Regions from separate parts of the Sus scrofa genome. Here region 2 is linked to region 1. A link is a contact called in public HiChIP or PLAC-seq data. All regions are on one chromosome and are shown on one strand. The core of a region is the stretch at or near the end of the contact, and the rest is flanking DNA. Distances in the headings are between cores, read along the strand shown. Region 1 holds the start of DMXL1 (dmX-like protein 1). Region 2 holds the start of TNFAIP8 (TNF alpha induced protein 8).

Region 1 (2,870 bases), core at 70-2,569:
CACTACATAGCAAAGAGGAGTTTTACTGAAAAAACAGTAATTCAACTTTTAGTAATTAATACGAACAATCTAAAATAAAAGTTTCCCAGGACTACTCAACTGTACGATATTCAAAAGATGGCAGGAGTGAACTATTTACAAAAAATATTTTTTTCTTTCCAGTTATCCTTCAGTGAATTTAAAGGAAAGCAAATGAAAAGCACTGTTTTTCACTATATTTTACCCAGCGCTAGTTGATAGCAAACAATTAGTAACTGTGTTTTTAAGGCACACACTCTTTTTCAACTACAAAGATACTTGACCTTTAGAGTAAGAACTGAAACCAATCCCAACTATTCCTAAACTTGACAACATTACACAGCAATGATTCCTGGATAAACGACTTTGGTAAACCAGCCCGAAGACGTCAGATGAAAAACTTTAAAAAAAACTACAAAACACTCTAACTTCCGAGTTCAGTCGGTACAAGGGTTTCTGCCTCCTTGGTCCTCAAATGCCAGGTTCGCCGCCGTAAAGGGCGGGAACCTTCGTTGGGGATGTGGGGACCCTCGTGAGGGAGACGAGGCTTTCTCGGCCTCTGCCTGGCATTCTGGGCCGAGGCCGGCTGACTCAGGGGCGCGGACTCGCCGCGGGCGACGCGAGAGCCTCCCTCACTCACCGTGAATCGCTGGTCGCCGACGCTGCCCACGGAGAAGCAGTGGTCGCCAGGGTTCACAGCCCCGGTCAGCACCTGGTGTAGGTTCATGTCGGCGTCTTAGTCCAGCAACGGACGTTGCCTCCCGCTCATGCCCAGGGCCAGCTGCCGCTTTCCTCCCTCCCTCTTTCCTTCACGGGCGGCGGCCGGGCTTGGGAGGCGACGGCGGCAGCGACAGGCGCCAGGAGCCGGAGCCACTCAGCCACTGCCCGCAGCTCATCCCGAGCCCCCGCGGGCGAGTCTGGGAGGGGGCGGGCCGGCAAGCGGGAGGAGCACCGCGCGTCCGCGCACCTGTCACAGCCCGCGAGGGCCCAGGTGATGCTCAGTGTTGACCCAGCCGCCGCGACCCCGAGCCGACCCACCGGCCAGGAAGGCCACGCCGTCCGCGACACTCAGTCTGGACTGTGGCTGGCCGGCTGGGACCGAGCCCCAGTGGCGCAAGCAGCACGCGCTCTCCCTCACCACCAGACCTAGCCCTTCCCGGCTCCGGTGCCTACCACCCCCACTGGCCTTCGCTGCTCTCTACGCGTCCCTAAGGCCTTTCGGCCGAAATATCGCGAGATTTCTCGCGGCTATGAGGAATACTGCAGTAAAGAATTTATTCCTGCCACAGTATACGGGTCCGCAAGTGGAAAACACCTCTTTGAGTGAAATATTGGCCAATCCTGAGCTCCCGTTCACCCAAGGCTCCGCCCACCACTGAGGATAGACCAATCTCTTTGAGGCTTGTGAGCGACGTCGTGCGTTTGAATATTCAATGTAAGAAGCCTAGCAAAAGCATAGAGAGCCTTGAATAAACTGAGTGTTGTCAGATTATGCTTTCGTTTAGGGCTTGATCTGACTTTTGGGCCAGAAAGTTAAAAGGGAGAAGTGTATTACAAATGCAGTTGCAGTGTCTTGGTCCTGGTAGAGACTACAAGTCCCAACAAGCACCGCTGCCTTAAGCGGCCCGCGAGTTTGGCCAAGTGAAGGTGAAACTAGAGGCGTCTCAGCGCAGAGTTAACTCTGGTCGAGCGCGTTTCCAGTTCGCTAGAAAGAAAAACTGGGGGAGGTTTCGACCCTTGCTAAGTACTAAATTTAATTTAACATTCGTTTTGAAGTAGTGCTGGTAATAATACTACACCGGCCCACGTTGAGATGGTGTTTTGGGAAAAAAACCTAAGAATTCCAATATGATTAGTGTCACGGCCTCTCACAAACTTTGAGACTCAACTCTAATTGCATTTTGACAGTTTTGTATTATTATTGATAAACATTTGTTTACGTCTTCTCCCATGTACCATGAGCCTCTCAGGGACAAACTGACCTGTATCCCACGTGTCTAGTGCAGTGCCATTTCCAAGGTAGGAGTTCAGAAAACGTTAAATGAGTAGACATAAATAGCAGCTCCCCACCTAAAAAGAGTAGTTGCTTTTTTTTAATGCCAAATTGATTTTGATTTCATACACTTTTCTTTTGGTGAAAAAAAAAAAATGGGAACAAAACCCAAAAAACTTCACACTAATACTTGGATGGGAGGAGTACTAGTAATTTTGTTTTTACTTTCCCTAAGTTTTTTCCGAGGAACATAATTTTTTTTTTTTGCAACTTAAAAATTAACTAAAAATAAGTTTGAGAGCCATCTCCCTATTTTAAATTTGAGAGTTGTAAATGAACGCCCTTATTATATCCCAGTATCCCCATAAAAGTGAAGGATTGAAAACTTGTCTTTAAAAAAGAAAAAACTGTTTTATTGAGGTCTCACATAGTTACAGTTTAGGGTTTGTGTTTTAATTATTAATTCAGATTTATTTAATGTTGCTTTAAGTCAGTTTCATTTTTAAAATCTTAAACCATGATTTTTCTATGTTCAATATAAATTTTGTGTCTAGCCCAAAGTTTAACATGTTTACTCATTCTGTTCTGCCCATCTTTTGGTTTTGAAGTGCAAGTGGTATGACAGAATAAAAGAAACTAAGGAATCTAGCAGTTAGGAAATCTGAGATTTACTCCTGAGTGCACATTTGCTGTATGACCATGGGAAAAGTCTCCTTAATTTTAAGACAGTTTTCTCCATCTCATCTGTAAAATTAACAGGTTTCACCTGATTATCTACAATATTTTGCTTGGCATTTTCATTCCTAATAACATCTGTTTGTCTTTATTAAATTCTTTCATCCTTGAGATAAACTGTTTG
Region 2 (2,700 bases), core at 85-2,584, 240 kb before region 1:
AGCTCCACATCAAGCTCAAAAACAGTGCTCCTAGCTGTCATTTTTCATTCACACCAGCCCCATATTTCTATTACACAAGCCTCTTTTTTACTGACTGCTTCCCTTGCAGGGCACAAGGTAAATGCCAGCCCTTTACTTTGGGAGGGGAATCAATAAAAGACAAGATGAGGAAAAGAGTTTCAAGGGCTCCCTCTGACTGATATCTAGCAAATGGAGAAATGATGGGGTTCCTTTCTGCTCCTCAGAGCTGCCCTGATTGACTTGAAAGTTACCAGTTTCTTCAGAGGCTACTTGAAAAGAAATTTCAGTCTCCTTTCTTATTCTCTAATTTTCCCCAACCATCCCCACTCCTACCTCAACTCACAAGAGGGCTTTTGTATACATGAAGCTTCAGGAAACAAAGCATACAAACACTCACGCACAAATAAACTCCCCACACTAACACCCGCGTATAATTGTGTTTGGGTTGGAGCTTTTCCAGCCCTGTCACCCGTTCTCTGTTAGGAGTAAGTGAAACCCTTGGCTTCGGCAAAGTTAGAAACAGACAAACTCAGTTTCAAGCTGCACAAGGCCTCCCTCATATCGTGCATGCGCCCCCCCCCCCCCACAAGCCCCCAACAAAATAAATCCGTGGCTAAAAAGCCAGCAAGGAAAAAAAGAAAAAAGAAAAAACCTACTCTCCGAATAAAAATTTTTCACTTCTCCCCCTCGCTTCCCCTTTTGGCCGGAAACACAGCTTTTCCAACTTCTGAAACCCGTTTCAAGGGACCCTAGACTCTTAGGGGTCCTATTCCAGAGGATCCGGCTTTCAACTGTCCTGATACAGGCAGGCAGCGCTCTTCCAAGGATAGTTTGCTTTCTTGGAATCAATACTGGGGCCGTTTCGTTTCCAGGGAAATCTCAAAGGCAGCTTTTCTTGGGCTGGCCGAGCTAGGTCCGACTCTCCCTCCCCTCTCCTCTGAACTGCCGCTGGTTGACAAGGGTACAGGGTTCGGCGCATTCCGGTCTAAGGGAGCTTCGAAGGCGCAGGGAAAGCAGACAAAGTACCCATCGCTCCCTTTTAAACTCCCGTCTGGTCCCCTACTCCGCACTACGTCCACATTCCTCCGCAGAACTTGGTGGGAGCCCCCCAGCGATATCAAAAACATACCTTCCTTAGATTCTTCTGCTTCGGAGTTCATGGTGTCAGGGTGAGCAGCTGCAGGGGCGACCACCGCTGACATGGACTCGGACGAGCTGCAAATGTGCTTGGACGCCAAAACCCGCACACGACAGAAAATAAAAGGAAGGAAAGCCACTAAAATCAAAACCTCCGCGGGGCGGGAGGGCTGGTTCTAGTGCAGGGATTTTCAGGGGGAAAGTTCTGCAGAGTGACGAATCGCGTCTCAGTTGGGCGGCAGGAGTCCGCCCCCGGGGCCCGCGCGCCCCAGCCCGTCGTCGCCGGGAACCGGCGGCTGGTGGCTGGGTGCATGCAGGTGGGGCTGACTCTGCGCTGGGGCCAGCACGGCAGGGGCGGGGGAACCTTCAGGGTCCCAGACCCGCCATGCCTGGGAAATCTATACACAGGGAAGAAAGAAAGTCTCATCTCAGCTCGCGCTGGTGTTTTACATAAATCATAAATGCATAGGCAGGCACAGAAATGCTTCTGAATCTTTAGGTTGCTTTTTTGCAGGCCCGTGTAACTTTCCGAGTCTCGGGATCTTAGCCGCCCAAAATGAACGCTTTTCAAACTGCTCGGTTTCGTACGTTACTTTTGGAAGAAAGTAATAGGGATATGGATCCATGGGGCTGGAAAGACCTGCTTCACAAGCCCAAGATGGGGGGCCTTTTGAAGAAAGAGTGTGTGTGGGGGGGGCCCTCACCCCTTACCTTTGCACAGGAAAAGCAGACTAGGCGGTTTACTCATTCAGTATAATCAGAGCGATCACTCTTACTCAAACCCGACCAGGTGAACTACCGCCTCTGCAGCTGCCCCAAGGGCCCTCCGCAAAGGAAGGGGAGGACTCCTCCCAAGGAACTAGTAACTCCTTGGGATTAATTCCACCCAAAAAGCCCCAAAGAGGGGAGATATTTATGCTTCTGAAATGCTGACAAAAGCTGGAGAGCCTGGAGAACAGATCTCAATTCTGCCCCCTGGTCGTGTCCACAAGCTCCTACAACTGGCTGAATAGGAGTCCTCAATCTTTCCTTGAGAAGTGGGGACAGGGGCTGGCACCCACATACCTGTCTTACTGAGGTATTTTGCAGAGCTCTAGTTTTATTACCAATCTAGGGCAAGAGATCCTCAAATAACATACCTGAAAGATCCATTAGGAAATTGTGAGAAAAGTTACATTCTTTTAATAAATTTATTTTCCAGCTGCTTTCTTTTTCTTCATTTCCTCCCTTTTTTTAATATGGGCAAAAAAAAAAAAAAAAAAGCAAGAAGAGAAGCTCTACAGTACATCAGGAAGTTCAGTGAAAAGAATATACAAAAGATAGACATTTAAATAGACATTTCTCCCTCTCCTCCTCTGGAAAAGGAGGATTAAAAAAAGTATTATGTATTATACAGATTTATGTGTTGTATTAAGTAAGGTAATATAAGCAAAAAGTGATATGAAAACCGTAAAATCCAACACAGATTATTACAAACTACTGCACCATTAAAAGGTAAATTTTTGTAAAAGATGCTTTTGGGTTTTATTTCAATATTGACTG

The links. HiChIP or PLAC-seq counts read pairs in DNA pulled down with a chosen protein or histone mark.
Region 2: a contact with region 1 is called in an H3K27ac HiChIP or PLAC-seq map of skeletal muscle, with 2.6 times the contacts expected there. The contact joins the promoter of TNFAIP8 here to the promoter of DMXL1 in region 1. A contact is called at or near these places in 1 of 5 promoter capture datasets (fetal liver) and 2 of 2 datasets of contacts at active chromatin or transcription factors (alveolar macrophages and skeletal muscle).

The regions. Positions count from the first base shown.
Region 1 is chr2:123,001,526-123,004,395 of Sscrofa11.1, reverse strand. It overlaps DMXL1 (dmX-like protein 1), which reads right to left and starts at 1,319. Exons shown (of 46, transcript XM_021084665.1): 1 at 659-1,319. The coding sequence starts at 745.
Region 2 is chr2:123,241,885-123,244,584 of Sscrofa11.1, reverse strand. It overlaps TNFAIP8 (TNF alpha induced protein 8), which reads right to left and starts at 1,334. Exons shown (of 2, transcript NM_001244505.1): 1 at 1,151-1,334. The coding sequence starts at 1,223.